Regions from separate parts of the Mus musculus genome. Here region 1 is linked to region 2. A link is a contact called in public Hi-C data. All regions are on one chromosome and are shown on one strand. Each heading gives the region's core, a stretch centred on a gene start, on an enhancer-like site or on the middle of the called end of the contact. The rest is flanking DNA. Distances are from core to core; before and after follow the strand shown. Region 1 overlaps Pag1 (phosphoprotein associated with glycosphingolipid microdomains 1). Region 2 overlaps Zfp704 (zinc finger protein 704).

The links. A called contact is a pair of places that touch in the nucleus more often than the background predicts.
Region 1: a Hi-C map of uterus shows a contact between it and region 2, with 4 times the contacts expected there. The contact joins two enhancer-like sites. A contact is called at or near these places in 1 of 15 datasets of contacts at CTCF or cohesin (large pre-B cells), 5 of 484 Hi-C or Micro-C datasets (Sertoli cells, cortical neurons, induced germline stem cells and 2 more) and 3 of 9 other capture datasets (bone marrow-derived macrophages, embryonic stem cells and pancreatic islet).

The regions. Positions count from the first base shown.
Region 1 is chr3:9,700,406-9,706,747 of GRCm38.p6, reverse strand. Pag1 (phosphoprotein associated with glycosphingolipid microdomains 1) reads left to right here. Exons shown (of 9, transcript NM_001195031.1): 4 at 459-665; 5 at 1,993-2,044; 6 at 4,694-4,790. The coding sequence starts at 535. Among named protein-coding and RNA genes, the nearest start is that of Gm33169, 40 kb to the right of the region's middle. Within about 2 kb of position 1,552, at least 124 of the 459 cell types and tissues checked have an H3K27ac peak or open chromatin away from gene starts, as enhancers often do. A contact at or near this core is called in bone marrow-derived macrophages and uterus, where this site is marked.
Region 2 is chr3:9,571,158-9,577,791 of GRCm38.p6, reverse strand. All of the region lies in intron 1 of Zfp704 (zinc finger protein 704), which reads left to right. Among named protein-coding and RNA genes, the nearest start is that of Zfp704, 36 kb to the left of the region's middle. Within about 2 kb of position 2,826, at least 105 of the 459 cell types and tissues checked have an H3K27ac peak or open chromatin away from gene starts, as enhancers often do. A contact at or near this core is called in bone marrow-derived macrophages and uterus, where this site is marked.

The DNA.
Region 1 (6,342 bases), core at 303-2,802, 130 kb before region 2:
TTTGGATGCTCTGCTACACACTGGTGCATCCCCAGTCAAATCCCATGTGAGGAAATCAAACATCACAGCACAGACTTGAAGAGAGCCAGCCAGGTTCCAGGCACGCCTACCTTCTGTGAACATCGCCCTGGCGGCTGTGAGGCCTTGCTCCTGACAGGGAGGCTCTGTGTTTCTTATGTGAAGTGCTGCTAGAGACCTTTCAGATTCTGAAATAGAGGTAGCTAACCTGGAGAGAAGACACAGGTGTGAGCGTGGCATTCCTGTGGCTGTCGGAGTCTCCTCGTACACAACCGTAATTTTACATGGTTTCAGCACACATGCATTTCAAGCTTCTGACAGCACCACAGCAGCACTCAGCAATCAGGTCAGGGTTCTTTCTGGTTTGGGATCTTGATATCGGGACTGCTCAGCCTTTCCCGGGAAGGGATTCTGAACGTGTAGTGTCGTTCTCTCTGCAGGAGGATGAAGCCTTCTAGACCCATGTGATCTCCTATGAAGAACTGACCCCACCTGCTGGTCACCCCAGCTCCCACCATGGGCCCTGCAGGAAGCGTACTGAGCAGTGGGCAGATGCAGATGCAGATGGTCCTGTGGGGAAGTCTGGCTGCCGTGGCCATGTTCTTCCTCATCACCTTCCTCGTCCTCCTGTGTTCCACTTGCGACAGGTTAGAACAAACATGCATGTTCTAGAGCCTAAACCTGCTGTTTTCCCTGTGTCCCACGGAGCCTCTTTATTAAGAGCCTCCCTGGCCCACATTCATGGGTTGGTCACAAAGGGCATTCTTCATTCGTCAATTGAAAATGCTTATTGATCTTCCTGGAGGGCAAAGCAAAGAGCCCTTCCTATCTAAATGTCTGGAATGAATTCTGCAATTCTTTGAGCACAGTCTTTGTGTGCTGTCTTTGGCCATGGGCATACTGAAATCTAAGTGTGAGGTACTACATCCTGTTGCCACAGTGGGAAGTCACTGAGGGTGCTCACTATTGCGTGGCCTGGAGAGCTCACATATTAGTAAAACTGTGTGTGATAAACTGCCCTTTAGGAAGACATAGGCTTGTATTTCCTACAAGAGAGGCTCACTGAAAATGGAAGCCTTTTTTCTCTTTTTTTCAGCATTATACTTGTCTCCCTTGGCTCAGGGAGAAGTGAAGTTCTTTGTAACCAAGACGGATGCCCAGAACTGTCAGAGATGATGCAGGGTGCAGCCTTCTGGTCTAGCTGGGAGCCAGTGGGAACCAGCTTAGCCAGCTCCATACTCAACTCTCTCGATTTGGATCCCATTCTAAAATCTGTCAAAAAGAGAAACCCATGCCCTCTGGCCTCTGCAGCCTCTCCTAGTCCCTGCCAAGCAAGGACTCAGGTCTTGAAGGACAGGACAAGCCTAGAGACACTAGACTTGGCTCCCCAAAACTTCAAGAATCTGCTACTGTAATGACTCACTCTCCCGCTAGGTGTCACCCTCTTCTCGCCACAGATAGAAATGTGGTCTTTACAACCAATGGCTTTCTTTAGCCTGTTCTGTGTAAAACACATTCTGTTTTTACTAGGCAGACTTTTCCGTAGACTGGAAGTACCTATGACTCATCCTGAGAGAATGTCACCTCCCTGATGTGCCAAAGTAGTATCTCCCATATTTTCTCTCATCCCTTACGGCACGTGACTTCACAGACTCTTAAGGGAGAAGATGAGGTCATTGTTAGGATTTGCTAAAGAATAAAGGCAGTGTCTGTCATCTGAGTGTTCCAGGCACAGACAGATCCTGCTTGCAGCCCGCTGTCTCCCGTAGTGAACTTGACCCTCTGGGAAGGGGTGTGCCAGAAGCGGGCTCAGCCTTTGCTGTAGGTCAGGACTTTTTCTGATCTAGTTTTATTAACCTGGTTAATAAAACCAGAGAGGCGGAGCTGATAAATGTTAGGCTAGGGAAGTATGGTGTCCACTTCACTTTAAGGGACACATTTGACATCAGAATGGTATTTTCTTCTCCCTTTCAGAGAGAAGAAGCCACGGCAGCATAGCGGGGACCATGAGAACCTGATGAATGTGGTAAGCCTCGGTGTGGCTGTCTGTCTGTCCGAGTACACCTCTCCAGGCATGGCGCTACTGGCTTTCGACACAACTGAAGCTGGCATGGGGACGTAAATGGATATTAGCTGTGGCTTTCTGTATACTGTATGTACGGCTGGGAGCCTGGCTTGACCAGTGTTCAGGGTAGCTTCTGCAGAGATGTCTTCATGCCCCTCCTGGTCTGGGAGGGCTGTCACAAGGAACAACTAGACAATTCATCTAAGATTTCTTGTCTCTCTGCTCTGGAGAGCAGAGTCCAGCATTCAGTGTTGTCACACGAGCCCCTTCCAGAGCTAGATCTGTTCCCAAACTCAGCTCCTTAGTGCACACCCACCTAGTCCTTGCTGTCACCTTCCCTCTCTGAATGTATGTCTTGAAGCCAAGATAGCAACTGTACCTCTCTGACTTCAGTCCTAACTAGTGCCATCTGAAATAGCCCTGCTTTCAGATGAGGTTAGGCTGTGGCACTAGGGACTGAGATTTTGGCATGCATTTGGGTGGCGCTGCAGCCATTCATCGGGGCCTGGAGCCCACAGCATAGCTTGGCCTTGGTGCGTTATCGGATCGTCAGCATTTGATGGGATCCTGAGAGACCCAGCAGTCTCAAGGAGAGAGCTGTCCACCTGGGTGGTGACCTTTTGTTGTGCCCTTAAGTGGCAGCAGCCTCAGCAGCTGTGTCTGCAGGGCTGGGTTGAGCTCCCGCTGGGCCCCAGGGCAGGTCTAGGAGAGAGGGCGCTTCCTGCTCCCAGCCAGGAAGCACATATGCATTTAAACTCTGGGGGGCCTGGGCTGTTTGCACCCAGCAAGCATGTTCAGAGCACATGCGTGAGGTACCAGGCTGCCTGAACCCCCACTTCCCAGTGTGCCTGTAGCCCAAGCAGACAGGAAGCTCCTCCTGGACCCCAGCCAGGGCTCTCTTCCTTTGTCTGAGACCACCCATCACAGCCACCCCGGACCTCAGCATCTCTCCTGCCCTGACTGATGTTCTCCTGCTATTTTCACCTCTTATCTTGTCTCACTCCTTGTTCCCAGTGTCTCTATGCTCCCCAGTGCTTGCACAGGGTAGGGGAGGAATGGGGGGTGGACAGATAGGCCCTGTCTTTCTTCAGAGCCCACCTTCCTCAGTCAGGTGGACAGGAGGTTGTGGCTGAACTCAACTCGAGCCTCACTTCCTCCTAGTGCTCTCAGGAATGGCGAGACCTGGCAGCTCAACCTGAGTACTGTATGAAGCCAGTGTTCAGGGGTGGGACCAAGCTTTGCCGGTCACTCTGATATGGGCATCCACATGAACGCCGGTCATTCTCGATCTTTCATCCCCGTTATTCTGCCTGAGGACAGCAGCCTTTGCGGGCAGGGAGAGTGCCGCCTCTTCATTCTCTTCCCCACATAGGATCTCCTCCACACACCTCCAGGACAGACTGTATCCACAGGATGCCTGCTGACAGTGCCAGTGAGGCCTGCACACAGCTGCCCACTGAGCTCCTGACTTCCCTAGACCACTCCCAGTTTGCTGACTTGTTTCTCATGGGGGCTAAGATGGGAAAGAGCAGTTCAGACAGAGATTATAGAAGCTTGGCAGTGGCGTGCTATGCAGGAAGCCTTCCCTTGGTCCCCCTCTCTGTCCCCTAAGGACACTGTTTCTCCAATATGAGCATCTCAGGGTCCTGGCAAAGCACAAACACTTCAAGTCACTTTATAGCAGCAGATGCGAGCAGTATTGGCCCAAAGAGCAGACTTCCCGGACACTGGCGCACTGCTGCACTTCAAGGGCTACTTATTATCTGTTATTATTTGATTTCCCATCAGAGTCAGTAAGATTGTGAAGCCAGCGACCCAAGACTCCTGTACAGGTTGCATCAGAATTTCCCTGTGATATCCTGAGACCTGGGCTGTGTCTTGGGCAGCAGAAGCCATTAACATGAAGAGGGTAGGGTCCGACATGTTAGACAGAACACATCCAGAAGCAGCTGCTGTCTTCTGCCCTGTGAGGACTCTGCCTGCCATGTTGTTCCAGGCAGTCCACACAGCACCATCAGCCCAGAGGAACAAAATCAGTTCTCCCAAGTGTCTGTGCATCTCTGAAAGTAGGAAAGGTTTGCAAAGCAATTATTCAGTAGATGATCGTTTCAATAAAGCTCGGAAATAGGCTCGGGAATGTATAGCATTAAATGCTGTGTTGACCATGTTTAAATCTCTTCCTGTCGGGACACTTTGCTGTTTGTTTGTCACCACCTGTGTTTTAGGGATGGCATTGATCCCTGCTGGGCTCTGTTCTGACCCACACAATAATCTGTGGTCTCCATTCCCCTTGAGCTAGGAAAACACAGTGTACCCGTAGCCCATCTGTAACCACCTGGTGAGATGCGCTGCCTGCAGTCCTGGGAGACCCCCAGTGCCTGAGAGACCAGAACCATACTTAGGAAATAAGTTCAGCCATTCTCCATTGGAGAAAGTGGTCCCCACTCTCAACACTTGAGTTTATCTAGTTATCCATGGTGTTCAGTCTAACCGTTCTTGTTTTACCTAACTTTGTCAATGGACTCTGGCATTTCTTTGGCTGCTTTGATTTTTGGAGTATCCGCTGGTGCCCAGCAGATTCTTAATAGAAGATGTGTTTGGATTTTTCAGCCTTCCGACAAGGACATGTTCAGCCATTCGGCAACCAGCCTGACAACAGATGCACTGGCTAGCAGCGAACAGAACGGGGTGCTCACCAATGGCGACAGTAAGTTCTGCAGAGGAAGCACTGGGGAGCCTTAGGCTTTGAGCAAGGTGCTCGGGGGCGGTGGTGATGACTCTGCCCCAGGGTTCCCAGCACCCACGTGGCAGCTCACAACTCTCCCTGACTGTAGTTGTAGGGGAGCCTCCGCACGCACCAGGCATGCAAGCGATGCAGATGACCAGTAGGGAATGTACTCTATCCCAGTCATTGTTACTACCAGCTAGAGGCCTCATTTGCATAGTGGCTGCTGGTGCCGGGTACCCTCTTGGAGTGCGTGCTGTCATTCCTTTCACTGTGCCCACACACAGGTGGCACTGTCCCCAGTCTAAGTGAGAGCACAGGGCTACTGGATTAAGTTACCACAGTCTAATGCTGCAGTGGCTGGAGTGACTGACAGCTGGCCAGGTCATGAGTATGAGGTGTCTGCCTGCACCCTGCTGGGGGCTGATGGAGTCACCTGCCTGCATCCCTTCCTGGGTTGCTTCTCCCGAATCATCAGGTCTTTCGCTAGCCTTTACTCTTTCACTGTTTAGGACTATGCAGTCTCTTGTCTAGGTAACCAAGGTTTCTCTACCCAGCCCAATGTTGGCTGACTACACATGGGGAGTGGGCAGGGGAGGGACAGCACACTCACGGAGTTGCTGTGTCATTCAGCATGTGGTTGCCAGAGACTAGGACATGGACATCTGTGAGAAACCAAATCCTTGTCACAGAGTCATTAATAACCTGACTGATGTTGTTATCCCAGATTTTGAGAATCTGTAACTTGAAGCAGGGAGCCCAGCTCTAAGGCAGACACTTAGTCTAGGGCAGGCATGTTGTTCCACACAGTGTGCACTGACTGGCAGGTGGAGTCGCAATGATTTCTTCCCGCTTTGCTGTCACCCAAGGCAAGGAAGGGACCTTGAAGGTCATCAGCAGTGGTACCCAAGGCTGCAGGTGCCAGTGCCCCTGTGTTCTGAGACCAGATAGCTAGAGCCCCAGCAGGAGCCACTCCTGCAGGAGAGGCTAGGACTCTAAGCCTGGCTGCTAAACCCTGCGGCTAAGGGTTTCTTTTCCTCTCCCTAACAGATGGCTGGTCTACTCTTCCATACAAGTATACAATGTGGTTTGCTCCCGCTCACCCTCACTCCCCTCTCACCTCCACGCATCCTGCTAACCCCGTCCTCTTCCCAGATGCCCCCTCCTCCGGTTTTGGCTCACTTGGGTTGTTGTTGTTGTTGTTCTATGGGGGGGGGGGGGAGCTGGGCGCCATGAGCAGCTCCCAGCTGACACGATGCTGCTAATTTCTCTCTGCTGTACAGTGAGATCCAGTTCCTAATGAACTTGGGTTGATATAAGCACCCTAAGAGCAAATTCCATTCCACTTGCGTATGGTCGAACAGTCTCTGGCACCTAGCCAACACTCAAAAGCCAGATACGACTGACCGACAGGTGTCATGGTCACCACTTTAGAGACAATTCAAGGATGTCCTGGCTGGACTCCTTCTAAGAGGAGGCAAGGATGTGAGGCTGCAGTGATGTGGAAAGAGGGCACAGAGTTTCCGGGCTCTTT
Region 2 (6,634 bases), core at 1,577-4,076:
AATTTGTTTTAAATTTCATTTGCTGTTTACTGCCCAAAGAGATGATAAGTTTTATTTAAAATGAAGTGTGTATTGAAAGAGGAAACTTTAGAAACCCACATTCTCTTTTACTTAATTTTGCTTCTAATGTGGTTTTAAACTGGTTTAAACAGGTTTTAAACTGGTATGTGACGGGCTGAGACTTATGGATGTATCTGAGTCTATTTCTAGTTCTGTGTGGGAATGGAGATCGAAGCCAGAGTACATGGGTACTAGGGAAATTACTACTGAACAGGGTGGCCTGTTCTCTTAATTTTGATTGATTGATTGATTGATTGGGATAGGGGCTCACTGTGTAGGCTGACAGGTATGGAATACTCTGTAGACCGGATGGGACCAAACTGGCTGGGATCAGGCAGCCTCTACATTTTGAGTGCTAAGGTCAGAGATGTGACATCTAGATACTCGGGCCTCTTTAAAAATAAAACAAGCAGACAAACAAAAAACTTATTTTGAGAAATGGTCTTCTGAAGTTACTCAGGAAGGTCTTGAACATCCAGTTTTCCTTTCTAAGCCTGGGATTTACGGACCTGTGCCACCAGGCCCATCTTATTACCAATTAGGCAACCTCCTCCAAATCGACACAGCTGTCAGGTCACCTGGAGTCACCTGGGAAGAGGAAACCTCAGTTAAATTATTGCCAAGGTCATATTGACCTGTGGCCATCTCTGTCAGGAATTTTCTTAGTTGCTAATTAATACAGGAGGGTGTGTTCTATTGTGGGCAGTGCCTTCCTTAAGCAGGCAGGCTGGGCTGTGTAAGAGAGGTACCTGGGCGATCCAGTAAAAAGTGTTTCTCCATTGTGTGGCGTCTTTCAGTTCCTGTCCTGGGCTCCTGCCTTGGTTTCCCTCCATGATGGATGATGACCTAAATGTGTGAGCCGAGCAAACCCTTTCTTCCCTTCCTTGCTTTGGTCCTGGTGTTCCTCACCAGCAGAAAGCAAGCTAGGACGCCTTCGTCCTTCAAAGCCCCTCCTGCCGCCTCCTTTTCCTGACACTCTGTTTTGCTGGGGAGTTTTGGTCTGTCTTCCATTTGTATGTAATTAAGATTGGAGTCTGGATCTCTCCTTTCCCTTGGAGCTGTTTGTAACCAGAAAAACTTTACTGTGTTCTTAGCAAGCCTGAGGCCCCAGGTGAGGGCTTGGTTTGACCTTTTATTTATATGAATCAGAAGTAGATTTGTCCCAGGTGAGGTGGTGCATTTAATCCCAGCACTTGGGAGCCAGAGACAAGGGGATCTCTCTGAGTTTGAGGCCAGCCTGGTCTACAGAGCTAGTTCAAGGACAGCCACAACTACACAGAGAAACCTTGACTCATGTGGTGCCCCCCACCCCCCAAAAAAGCAAAAAATAAAAATAAAACCCAAACAAAACAAAAGAAGTAGTATATTTGTCAGCGTGTAGTCTAACCGCTGCTCTGAAATGTGCGTTTTGGTTAGGAAAAGCTCATGTCTAAAGGTGAGTCTTGTTCTATGCTCAGCTGCAAGTGCTTTTGGCTTTTGAAACTGGCTCCTCCCTCAGTTCTCACACATTTTCTCTCTGTCTGTATTCATGGCCAGGATTGAACTGACCCCACAGAGGAGTTCAGAGACTGGCAGCCAGTGAGTAGAAAGTACCCTGGGGAGACAGTGATTCTCCCAGGGGCTGTGTAAGCTTGTGGTCCACAGATAGTTCTGCAGGCTCTGAGAGAAGAAATGACTGGGTCCCAGCTCCTTAGAAATGGCCTGTCTGCCAGCAAAGCTCTATATAGTCTGTGGACAGTTCTTTGTAGACTAGCTGCCCCTCAGTAAAACAGTGGCCTCTCTTTCTTCAGAAAGACATCTACACAAAATCTAAACCTTCAGGTAGGGCATAAAGTAGCCCTATCTTACAAATATAAACATACAGGTGGCTTTCATTATCATTAACTTTATTGATTGCAAATGTTGGAACACATTTGGGGAATGGATGGGTCCGATTTACTGTTAACCCCAGACAGGTGGGCAGAAGAGGCGGGGATCAGACCTGTGACCCAGCTGGTCCTTGTGCATCTGAGCATCGCACACTGGACGGTGGGATCATTACCTCCAGGGCTTTGAAGTTTTTATTATCTTAACTGTGACTCGTTCTGAAATTCTGCCTTAATAATTCCCTAAAGGTTTGTTCTGGACTAACCTGCTGGGACTTGTGGAAAGAAGGTTGAGAATACTGTAGTTTAACAACCAAAAACCTGTACTTTATATAGCTCTTATTTTAAAAAAGGGCTGCAGCCCCAAAGATGAGCCCTCCATAAAATGAAGCTACAGAAGATGGTGGCCATCTGACTCTCATGTGATGCACAGAGCGCACTCTTTCACACTAGGCAGCCTCGGATGTTGCTTTGAGATGGAAGAGTTCTGGGACCTTACACTTGTCAGCTGCATGAACTCGGAATCTGCCTGTTGTGGCCTTTTATAGGTGGGCTTCTGTGTGACACTGCAGTCACCCGGAACCCTGTGTGCTTATCCCGTAGCAACGATGGCCCTGCTTCAGACATTCTTCTAGTTCTAGGATAGCATCCGCCCCTAAAGCTAAGTATACCTACTGTCCTCCGCACAGAGCTAGTGTTCTGACAGCAGCAGCTCAGACCCCAGGCTGCTACCTGTGAAACCACGATAGTCCACAGGACAGAGCGGAATTGGGTATGTAACTGAGAACGGAGGATTGCAATTTTAAACAGGCATCAGGGCTGATATCCCCTGGGGAGATGTAAGGACAGAGGACCAGGAAGCAGCCTGCCGTAAGTTCCAAGTCCACGCAGTTCTGTGGCTTTGTGGTCAGGCTGGTGGCGATGGCACAGTCTGTTGGCCAACTTACCATTACTGTAACAGAGCGCCTCAAGAGAGTCAGGCTCCTTTCTTTAAAACAGCTCTCTTGCTGTGTTATCCAGCTTTGCCTAGAACTCGAGTTTTCCTGCCATAGCCTCCAGGCTGCGAGCTTTCCGGGCTGAGGGAGGAGATTTGCTTCCAGCTGTGGTGATATCATCAGTCCATCCTCTTGTTTGAAACACTGTGGCATGTATGGCAGAGGAGCCTTTTCATATCAGGCAGGAATGGGCAAGAGGCAGCAGGAAACAGACCCAGGGACCAGTTTGACCATCAGAGGCTTGCCTCCAGTGAAGGCCTTTCATGACACCCCATCTCCGCAGCGCCTTTTAGGTATGGGCCTTTGTGTGACCGTATAGCTCCTAACTACAGCAGCGGTGGGGGTGGGGAGATGGAAGGTTGGATAAGTTAGTTTCACAGGACTGAAACTGGGATAGGCGTGGAGGGAGGGAGGTGGTAGCAGCGAGTGCTCTGAGCAAGGAGAACGGTGACAGGGGACAGCATGTGTAACCAGGCAGGACACTGGCTGCAGGACTGAGTGCTGACTGCGGCAGTGATGGGAGGTAACTACATTCTAGACCTGTTCTGAAGGCCAAGTGCATAAGGCTACCACACGAGTGCCTGTGGCTGGTCCATTTAAACAGCACGTTAAGGCAAGCAGAACATCTGTTTAATGTGGCAAAGTCAAATTTGTGCATTCTAGAGTCAAACAGGGTTGGCCTCTAAGACCAATTTCTCCTTTGTCCTTACAGTTGCCTGGGAAAGTGAAACAGATCAAGGTGGCTGAGCTTGAATGGACTTTACTGAATTAATTCATTCTTTCTTTCTTTCTTTCTTTCTTTCTTCCTTTCTTCCTTTCTTCCTTTCTTCCTTTCTTCCTTTCTTCCTTCAAGGCTTTTCTAAAAGGAACTTAAAAAAAAAAAAACCCAAAAAACCAAGTTGTGTGTTTTCACTTACATAATGTTAATAGAAGGCCTGAAACTTAGCCAAGAATTCTGCACTAGAAAGCGGTGTGATAGCTTCCCGTCCTAAGTATGTTGCTGACTAATCTCTGAGAGAGCAAGCCAAGTCATGCTTTGCTGGGTAGTAAACTGTCGGGATAGTAAAGTGAGCCCACGTGATAGGAAACTGGGAACTTGCAACACTAATTAAGGAGAGAGTGGAGTATATGACTCCAGACCAGACCAGGCTTCCGGCCCCACCCCTCAATTTGATTTCTAACCCTGTGGACGCTGGACCAAACCAGACTGGTTGTCATAAGTCAGTTATGCTGTCTCCATGTGCAGCACACAACAGAATTCAGAGGGCCAAACAATTACTTGAAGTAAGAGCTAGTTTGGAAGCAGTTGGTTTTAAAGTGGTTTTTCTGCAGATATTCATTAGAACTGGGTAGATTTGCAATCTGACTTATTTTTCTGTGTATGCAGCATAAAATTAAAAGAATTTAAAGTAAGAGAATAGAGGACTGTTAACTATTTTTAGAAGTAGCTTTTATCCATTCTTTCAAGACTGATAACTTGAGCTGGGAAGATGGCTTAGCGGTTAAAAGCACTGACTGCATTTCTGAAGGTCCTGAGTTCAAATCCCAGCAACCACATGGTGGCTCACAACCACCGATAATGAGAGATCTGACACCCTGCCCTCCTCTTCTGGTGCATCTGAAGTCAGCTACAGTGTACTTACATATAATAAATAAATCTTAAAAAAAAAGACTGATAAGTCTTAGAGTCTTATGTGTTTTCCTCCCCCTCCCTCTCCGCTCCCCCCCCCCCCCCTCGTGTGTATGAGTGTTTTTGCTTGAATGTTGTATGATGAATGTCTGGAGCCTGTGAAGAACAGAAGGAGGAAGTGGAGTTAAAGACAGTTGTTAACTTCTATGCTGGCATGGGGCTCCAAGCCTGGGTCTACTGCAGGAGCAGTTAAGTGCTCTTAACTGCTGAGCCATCTCCCTGGCCAGGCAGTAATATTTTTAAAACAACAGACTCCACTGTTCCTATTGTTAGTGGAAGCCTTTTGTGACACATTTTTCAATCTTTAGGCTGATAACGGCTGCCACACAGTGTGTGATATATCATCTTTAGATACCAAACATATAAACTGCGTGTGTTAGGAAAGAAAGTTTTAGAAATAAATCCAAATGTATAACCTGTAATTGGAGATAGGCAGAGCTCTCTGTAAGAAGTTTGAAAGAGTCCTTGTGGCGTTCTGGAGCAAGATGAGGACCTAAAGGCTTGCTAGGGGACCCACTCAGGTGCCTTCATTGCCTGGTCTCAGCCGTGTTTTCCTTGTGGCCTATCCTGCATGCCATGTATCAGAATTCCTGTAATACATTTTATTATTCAGAAAGCCTCAGAAGGCAACTAGCTTTCTTCAAATTATTCCTGGAAATCACTTGCTCTCGAGCCAGCGCCTCCCATCTGACTGGGTGGGTGAGTAATATCACTTCAAGGCAGTGTTGACACACACTTCTTGCCTTCTCAGTTCTATAAATTTCGGGGGAACGTGTCTCAGAATGGGTGGGTCAAGGACGTGGGCAATGTTGGCAGCGTCCTCCTTGGTGACTCGTGTGGGTATCATTGCTCCAGAATCCAGGTGTTTTTTTTTTTTTTTTTAAATTAAGGAAGACTGATGTGCCAACCTGAGGACATTATTATAGGCATCTAACACTTAAACAGATGCTGTGAAGTTTTGTTTAAAAAGTTGCGATTTCTCCAAATGCATTCTATTATACATGTGCTGATTATTTTCTTTAGAACAACAGAAGCTGCTCATTGGAGTAAAGAGCCTGAGTTTTATTTGTCAGTTGGTAATTGGTAATTGGCAGTATTTTCATAGAACTGAAGCTTTGTTCCCTTGCAAGAAATTACCCTGGGTAATATGTGTGATGTGTATGGAGGAACTCAGGAAGGAGGGGCCGGAGGACCAGATAACTAAGGGATGCTAATGGCCAGTGGGCCTCACACTGCCAGTGGGCTCATTATTTGAAGTAATTTATTGTTCCTTTAAGAAGTACATATACATTAATCATGGAAAACTAGTAGAAAAAAGATATTGTGTAAATGTTAGAGTCTTAGTAAATATAAAAATGTGTTTTTTTCATTGTAGGTTAGTACAAGTTTTAAAATACCACATTGTGTGTTGATACTGAAAACTGTAAACAAGATAGAAAACTTGGCCTGTACAAGCATGTTACCAATGAGCACATTGTTAACATTTAAAGAGTCCTTTCAAAATGATTTCCATCGCTGCCTATACACACTCCTCTCCTCTAAGCATACATAAAATCACCTGTAATCCTTTTCATGGTCGGTATATTGTTTTTCTCCCTGCATTTACTTGTCATGTTTGACTGATAATCTATTGATAACTATTTACATAACTTTTAAAAAGATTATAAGCATTTCTGTGGTTAACATTTTTGTGTGTTTTTATTTGTTTACTTAAATGTAGACTTGCTGTATTTATTATACACAGATTTTGCTTCATGATTCCAGGTTAACCTTCTAAACTTTGCTCCTATCAATGGTATTTAAGAATTCTACTTAACCTCTCATGTTAGAAAGCATAAAGAAGAGCTGGGGATGTGGCTTGGGTGGTAGTGTGCTCAGTCTTCCACACTCAAGGCCATGGGTTCGAGTCCTAGCAGCACAGAAACTAGGTGTGGTGGTGCAGACACGAAGTTCTAGCACTTGGGAGGTGGGGGCAGGGAAATGGGAGGTGGGGGCAGGGAAATGGGAGGTAAGGGCAGGGAAAT